Regions from separate parts of the Mus musculus genome. Here all the other regions are linked to region 1. A link is a contact called in public HiChIP or PLAC-seq and Micro-C data. All regions are on one chromosome and are shown on one strand. The core of a region is the stretch at or near the end of the contact, and the rest is flanking DNA. Distances in the headings are between cores, read along the strand shown.

Evidence for each region. A called contact is a pair of places that touch in the nucleus more often than the background predicts. HiChIP or PLAC-seq counts read pairs in DNA pulled down with a chosen protein or histone mark.
Region 2: a FOXA1 HiChIP or PLAC-seq map of pancreatic cancer cells shows a contact between it and region 1. The contact joins the promoter of Clps here to the promoter of Zfp523 in region 1. A contact is called at or near these places in 4 of 39 promoter capture datasets (the C10 cell line, hippocampal neurons and liver) and 1 of 115 datasets of contacts at active chromatin or transcription factors (pancreatic cancer cells).
Region 3: a contact with region 1 is called in a Micro-C map of embryonic stem cells, with 4 times the contacts expected there. The contact joins the promoter of Fkbp5 here to the promoter of Zfp523 in region 1. A contact is called at or near these places in 3 of 39 promoter capture datasets (the 3T3-L1 cell line, maxillary cranial neural crest and pre-B cells), 1 of 484 Hi-C or Micro-C datasets (embryonic stem cells) and 2 of 115 datasets of contacts at active chromatin or transcription factors (embryonic stem cells and pancreatic cancer cells).

Annotation. Positions count from the first base shown.
Region 1 is chr17:28,175,933-28,178,469 of GRCm38.p6, forward strand. It overlaps Zfp523 (zinc finger protein 523), which reads left to right and starts at 1,264. Exons shown (of 14, transcript NM_001357995.1): 1 at 1,264-1,593.
Region 2 is chr17:28,559,488-28,562,024 of GRCm38.p6, forward strand. It overlaps Clps (colipase, pancreatic), which reads right to left and starts at 1,279. Exons shown (of 3, transcript NM_025469.3): 1 at 1,084-1,279. The coding sequence starts at 1,170.
Region 3 is chr17:28,484,879-28,487,415 of GRCm38.p6, forward strand. Fkbp5 (FK506 binding protein 5) reads right to left here and starts at 1,271. Exons shown (of 11, transcript NM_010220.4): 1 at 1,074-1,271.

The sequences.
Region 1 (2,537 bases), core at 14-2,513:
TTCTAACCAATAATCCGTGCTATAAAACCCTGGAAAGATCCCATGTGTGTCGTGCTAGGATGGCAGAGCTGGCTCTAACTGGGTATATACTAGGGCACCAGGTGGAAATTCCAGTACCACACTGGGACCTCGGGGTTAACATGCCCGTGCCAAGGCTCCTCCCCCTTCATCTTCTTATTTTTAATTGGAAGCTTATTTTCTCTCAATTTCTGAAAATATCCTGAACCACAATTCCTCCCTGCTTGGAAGAGAGATAATAAAAAGAACTTTTAAAGTTAGGTGTCAGGTGTAAAGATGAGGCAGGAGGATCACAAGTTCAAGGCCACCTTGGGATCCACAGTTTGAGTCCAAAAAAAGGACAAAACTATGGAAAAACAGAGAAGAAAGGGGGCACTTGGTTTTGTTCCTCACACTGCTACCCTATCAAGGGGACCTGTTGGTTTTGGGGAGCTGATGGAGGAATGAATGAACGCCCAAGAACCTGAGAAGACTCTCGGGGCGTTGTCCCTCAGGGGTCGACCATCAGAGTGTCATTTCTCAGGGAAGGCAGTAGAAGGAAGCAAGTGTTGTCAGGGAACCTTCCTTCAGAGAGAATCATCCCTCAGGAAGATGAGTCGAGCAGAGGGGAACGTCAGGGCCCTTCCTCAGGGGACAGGATGGGTGCACCATCCCTCATAAACACTCACGTTCCCCAGGGCATATGGGAAAAGCCAGTACTGCAGGGAGAATTGTCCCGCAGGAAGGACTGTCAGGGCTCCATCCTTCATAATGCTGTCCCCCCACCCCCACCCCTCGGGCATCTTCCCACAAAGTGCAGGAAGGATTGTCCCTCGGGGTGCAGTCCATGCAGAAGGACCATCTCTCACGGAGACTGTCCACAGGGAGGACCGTCCCTAAGTCCCTCAGGGTGCTGAGCCCCAGTTCACCTTCTGACAGAGCGGGAGAGAAGCGTCCCTTAGGGTGAAGTCCCAGGGGGAGGACCATCCAGCAGAGATGACTGTCGGGACGCCATCCCTTGGGGCGCCGTTGCACAGGGCGCTGGGAGGACTGTCCCTCGGAGTCCCATCCCCTCCAGGCGTCTGGTCACCGTCCTCTGCAGGAACCACCTAGAGATACCTGCAATGGCTTCCTCCCGAGCAGCCCACCGCCGCTCGATTTTTTCCCCCGTTGCTATGGCGACCGCGGCTTCCACCCGGCGTCGTGACGTCATCACGCCCTCCCCGGGCGCCCGGGCTGGCGAGGCCGCGTCACCCGGCGGCCAGCGGAGAGAAGAGCGAGGCGGAGCTCCGAGGCTCGCCTGAGGAGACTCGGCGGCCTGGGCTCCGGGGCCCGGGAACCGGGATAAGCAGGCCGGCCGCCGCGGCGGAGGGGGGCGGGCTGGAGCGTGGCCCCGCGCTGGTCATCCGGGTTCCGGGGCCCGGCGGAGGCCGCGCCGGGAGCGAGAGGGAAGTGCGGCCGCCCTGGAACCTGGATATCGCGCGAGGCAAGCCGCGCGCGGGCGGGCTATGGCGCAGGCGGGTTGCGGGGCCGGCGCTGGTGGCAGGGCCCGGTGCATGGTGGTCTGTCGGCGGAGTCGCCCTCGGGGGCTGTCAGGTTGGTGGCCGCGGGAAGAGTGGGTCCACCGTGCCCCGAGGCGGGAGGCTGGGCGAACGCGGGGCCCCGGGAAGGTCCGGAGCCCGTCGTGCCCACCCTCCTCGGTCCCTGGCCTGGCGGCTGGGCCTCCCTGGACGGCGGCCTGGCCCCACCCCCACCCAGGGTCCCTGCCCCTCCATCCCGCCCTGAGACTCCTCCCCCAGGACTCCCAAACCCCGCCCTCCTCCTCCTCCTTGACCCCATACACACACTCCTGACCCCCAGACCTCACAAGGCGACCCCCAATTCATTGAGTGCTAACCCCAGCCCTGCTTCTGGACCCTCCAGTCTCAGTGCTGATACAATCATTACATGGCTTCCAAGAGGCCCGTAGTCCCTAGTGACCCCCTAGACTACCCTCTGTGGGCACCCCTTAGTCCTCTCCTGGCTTCTGCAAACCAGACTCGGGCTGTTTCCCACCCACTCATCCACATAACTCGTGATCTTCGCCCCGTAACACCATGATCATCTCACCCTCCTGACATCCCTCTTTAACCCCCCCCCCCGCCCCCAGCCTCCAGTGTCAATCAGCACATACATAACTTATGCCCACTGCCATGCCACCGTTGTGGTGATCAAGAGTAAATGGAAATGAAGTATCATTTGAGGCAGGAAAGGATTCTAGATTGAGTGTGTGGTTCAAGTTCAAATTCTATCATGTTGAGCTTTGGAAACCTTGGTGGAGGTCCTTTCCTTACGGTGGACTTGAGTTTCTGATCAGAACTGTGATGAGATTGAGTTTGGTGATTCCCCAATGTTTCTTTCTATTAAAATTCTGCAATTCTTAGTCAAGACAAAAATAGCGAACTTTTTTCTACGCTGCCTCAGAAATGTAGTCCTTGTAACCTCACCCTCCCACCCCCACTCCCAACCTGGGTCTACTGGCTTTACCGAACAGTATTTCT
Region 2 (2,537 bases), core at 29-2,528, 380 kb after region 1:
TTATACACAGGCATCATGTGCTTGGCTTCAGCCACTTCTTAGAGGAGCCTGTGAAGGTGGCAGCCATCTCTATACAACACCCCACACTTACTGGACACAGAGGCACTAGCTTTTTTTTTTCTCTCTCTCTCTGTGTAGCCCTGGCTGTCCTGGAACTCACTCTGTAGACCAGGCTGGCCTCGAACTCAGAAATTCTCCTGCCTCTGCCTCCCAAGTGCTGGGATTAAAGGTGTGCGCCACCATGCCCAGCTGAGGCACTAGCTTTTAATCTCAGCACTGGACAGGCAGAGTCGGGTGGCTATGCGTTCAAGGCTAGCCTGGTCTACAAAATAAGTTCCAGGAAAACCATGGCTACACCATGAGGTCCTGTCTCAAATGAGTAGAGGACTCTACCCTTGTTCAAAAGACATGTACAGAGGTTTCTGGGCTGTCCTGGGCTAGCCCACACCCCTCGCCTTCCCTGGGGCTGCTGGCCATGCAGGGCTTGCCCCACTGAGGCATGATGAGAAGGCAGCATGGGTCCCTGCACAGGGGCTACAGCCCCAGTTTCCCCAGCTTCCTCTGCCTGGCTCTGGGCTGTACTATGAAGATAAACTACACATCCTCCCAGCCTTTAGAACTGGGTCTAGTCCACAGAAAGGTATCATTAGGAGGCTGGAGAGATGGCTCTGCAGTTAAGAGCACTGACGGGTCTTCTAGAGGCCCTGATGTCCTCTTCTAGTGTGTCTGAAGACAGCTACAATGTACTCATAGAAATAAAAGTAAATGATAAAGGTATCATTAGAAGGTAGAAACTAGAGTCATTATCATGCGCTTTTTAAGAAAGTTGTCAGTCTTTAAGTCACGGGACCTTCCTATCCAGGGTTCTAGACAAGCCTTAGGGCTCTCTGTCTTTGCTGCAGAGAGCACTTTCTCCCTCTCAGTCAGGTGGAGTTCGGAGCTGTTCTCCATCTCTCTGGCAAAAAGGCTCCTAAGACAGCCGAGAACTCAGGGAGGGATGCCCTAGCTGTGTGCTGCCGGAGGTCAGAAGCCGTGCTTTCAAAATCCCCATGAGACTCGGCCGGCTGTACAGAGGTTCCTTACCAGGTTGATAATAAGACCCCGGGGTCCGGGAGCTGCATAGGCCACTGCAAGGAGGGACACAAGCAGAAGAACAAGGACCTTCTCCATGGTGTCTGGTAAAGCTGGGGTGGATGGAAGCTGGAAGTTCAGACAGCAGAAGGCAAGAGCCAAGTGAGGGAGAGAGCCTTTAAAGAAGCCCTATCTACACATGACCCGCCTTCGGCACACTGTGACACAAACAGTCACAGATGTGGTCTGTCAGCTGGGGGAGGGTCCTGATAAGGTGGTTGACAAAGGTCATATTGTGTGTGTGTGTGTGTGTGTGTGTGTGTGTGTGTGTGTGTATACTCATGCGTGCACGTACTCCAGTTCATGGGACTATGGGTCATGTTATCACACTATGGTTAAGACAATAGACTCTGGGGCTAAGTCTTTCAGTGTTAGAGTATTTGCCCACCCAGTGCTTATGAGCTCCTGGGTTTGATACCCAGTAGCACAAATAAGGGGGAAAAGGGGGGGATGGGAGGAGCTGTGTGAGGGAGTACCGGGAGGAGAGGGGGGCTAATATTGGGATGTAACGTGAACAAATAAATCAATTAATTTTTTAAAAAGTGTGGGGAGGACCCTGGAGGAGTAACTGTACAAGATATCAGCTGGCAGAGATGGGTAGCCTAAACGTTCTAGCTGAGCCTTCTGGTCTGTCAGCCAGAAGTGACTTCAAGAGCCAGAATGGTGGAGTGGACTCCATCTGCCGTCTTGAGTTAACTGGAAACTCCTGAAGTGCGTTTATATGACATATGGCCATATGCATAGCACGCCGAATCAGACTGTTACCTGAGAGCTCTGGAGATCTGATCTGGTGACTTGAGCATGGAGTGGCAAGGCTGGGGTGACTCACAAGAGGAACCTAAGGTATTTGTGTCACCTGCTGTGAGGCCTGCCCAAACTCAGGTGGGTGTGAGGTTTAGGCAACAAGGGTCTTAGGAGCTTACCATAAGATTTCCTCCCATGCTTGTTGGGGATCCCTTTGGCTACCCTGGCTAAAATATGCATGTTCCCTGAAGAACAACCCCCTGCCCGGCCCAGGGAGCTGTCTACAAGGCAGTAACAGCCCTGTTGGACTCTCTCCAGTGACTCACTCTGCACCTGCAAATTAAGTATAAAAGCGACACCCCACTGGGCAATAGTGGTGCCCACCCATCCTCCATCGCCACACTCCTGAGGTAAGGCTTTCAGTCATTCTGCCCCCTACCCAAGGTCGTGTATAGATGGGAGTACTCCCTACTCCTGCCTGGGAATGAAGTGGTCTCCGAGCCTGGCGGTGCAGGCTGGGAAGAGTCCAGCTGCTGGAGTGTGCTCAGGTGTGCAAACAGAGAAGCTTTCCCTGAAGGTCTGCTTGCCGCCTGCCACCACCAACCCCAACCCCAGGAGGTGGAAAGCTGCCTCTGGGGCCCCAGGCTGGGGTGCTTCTGGGC
Region 3 (2,537 bases), core at 21-2,520, 310 kb after region 1:
AAAAAAAAAAAAATCCCCAAACCACCAGCTCCCAACTGCCGCATGCAGAATTTACTGAATGGCGGCCAAGCGCTGTACACCCTGTCCCGAGCCCCGCCGAGGGCTGTCCCAAGTTCTGCACGCTCTGCTTACGATCTGTACCTTCCAACGCTTTCGCCATGGCTGCAGACACCAATTATTTAAAAAATGAGGCGCAAGCGCTCCACCTGGCTCATCCACAGACGAAGATGAGGAGGAGGAAGATGGTCATAATGCAACGTGCTCCCTTAGATTCATCCCACACACACACACAAAATGCTGGGTTTGGAGTCAAGGACTATGGCCGGAACAGGAGTGGTGATGCCGCTGGGGCGAAGGGAATGAAGATTCCTAAAATAACTTTTATTTCCTTAGTATTATTGAGAGCGGGGGTGAGAGATGAGAATGTGTATCGGAGCCAGTGGTGTTTGTGCTGTGTACACAGGGAGGTCAGAGGACAACTCGCGGTTGGAGTCGGTTCCCCTACTACCATGTCGGTTCCCGGGATCGAACCCAGGTCGTCACGCTTGGCTGCAAGCGGCTGTACCCGCTCAGCCACCTCCGAGACAACTTTTAATTAGCCCTTCCTCCTCAGTACCTCCGAGACCCTCCGGTCACCTGCCTGCCCGGTGCGAGCCGGCTCGGGAGCGGCAGGTGAGGGCGGTGCCCGGCCGGCACGCCCATCGCGCGGCCCCGCGGACGCGGCGGAGCACTCCGTTATCCGCGGGGCTTGCAGGGCTCCGGAAGGCCAAGTTTCCTCCGCGTCCGGAGGGCGGCGTGGCGGAGCGACACGGGGCTCCCCGGACCTGTGGGCTGCGCGGGAAACAAAAGCCGCGCGCGGGCGAGCGAGCCGCCGCCGCCGCGCTGAGGGAGACGCTGGAGAAGAGCGCCGGCCGCTCCACCTCCCACGCGGGGCCCAGGCCTCCCGCGCGTCCCGTCCACGCCATCCCGGGGAAGCCGCGCGAGGGGCGGCAGAAGCGGGACCGCGAGCACGGGGCTGGCTCCGGGGTCCGCCGCGTGCGCGCGCCCCATTCCCGCGGCCATGGCGCCCGTACCTGTCGCCGCGTCCGCCGCCGCCGCGTCCCTCGCTCCGCGTCTCTCCGCCGCCGCGCGCGCCGCTCAGCCCGCCCAGCAGGCCGCCGCTCCGTCCGCACGCTCGGTCGCTCAGCCGCGCGCCGGACACCGCCGCCGGAGACTGGCAGCGCCCGCAAGCCGGCTAGTGCGCCGGGCAGCGCCCGCCGTCGTCCCGCCCCCGCCGGCCGCAGGACCCACCTCCCATAGGGCCACGGGGCTGCCAATCCGCCCCCAAAAGGCGCGCGGGCTGTCGCTCCGCCCGTCCCGATTGGTGGCCGTGCACTGCCTATGCAAATGAGGCTCCGCCCCGTTCGTTTGCATCTCCGCCTCTTCACCGCTGCCCACGTGTCTGGCCCTTGCCCTTTGTGGGGGCCGGAGAAGAGGGATGGAGGAAGCTGACTGACACCTCGCCTCGTCGTCCACTGCCTCCAGACTAAATACTGACCAGACAAGCGTCTGCCTTGCCTGTCTGTCCACCCAGCCTGCCCTTCACGAGCTGCAGAGGTCGGGCCATGCTGACCCCGGAAAATAACCTCCTGAACTTGAAGATGCTCCTTAGAGACTGGGAAAATGCGATGTAGCACCTAGCACCTCTCTCTCTGGACACCCAGTGGGCGTGAAGATGTCGCTTTCCCTTGAGGTTTCTGCCTCTCCAACACAGCAAGCAGCCCAGGTGATGAGGTCAAAAAGGAACCCAAAGGATGGCTGTTGAGCTAGGTCAGCTTCGAGATGGCACCCCCTCGCCACGTCTGGGTGACTCCTATAGACGCTCAGGAGCTGCACCTGGGGACTTGAACTCTAACTGTTCGGTTTTTAAGAAGATTCTTAGAAGAACGTTTATGATGAGTGTTTCGCCTGCTGGGTGTGTGTGTGTGTGTGTGTGTGTGTGTGTGTGTGTGTGTGTGTGTGTTTACTATGTGAGTGCAGTACCCAACAGAGGTCAGAAGAGGGCATCGAATCCCCTGTCACTGGAGTTGGAAGCATCCTGTGCTCTCCCAGCCTCTGGGAGAACAACCAGTGAGAGCAACTGCTCATAACAGCTAGGGAATCTCTCCAGACCCCCGGTTGGTTGGTTGGTTTGTTTGTTTGTTTGTTTGTTTTTTGAGGGGAGGAGAAACTATAAAAGTCCCAATTACCTATGGAATATTTTGTAGCCACAGGAAAATTCCATGTTTCCTGGTTCCATGTCTGCTTTTATTTTAGTTTTGGTTTTTTGTTTTGTTTTTTAAGATTTATTTATTTATTATTATATCTAAGTACACTGTAGCTATCTTCAGACACACCAGAAGAGGGCATCAGATCTCATTACAGATGGTTGTGAGCCACCATGTGTTTGCTGGGATTTGAACTCAGGACCTCTGGAAAAGCAGTCAGTGCTCTTACCCGCTGAGCCTTCTCTCCAGCCCCTAGTTTTGGTTTCTTTTGTCTTGTCTCACTTTAGAACT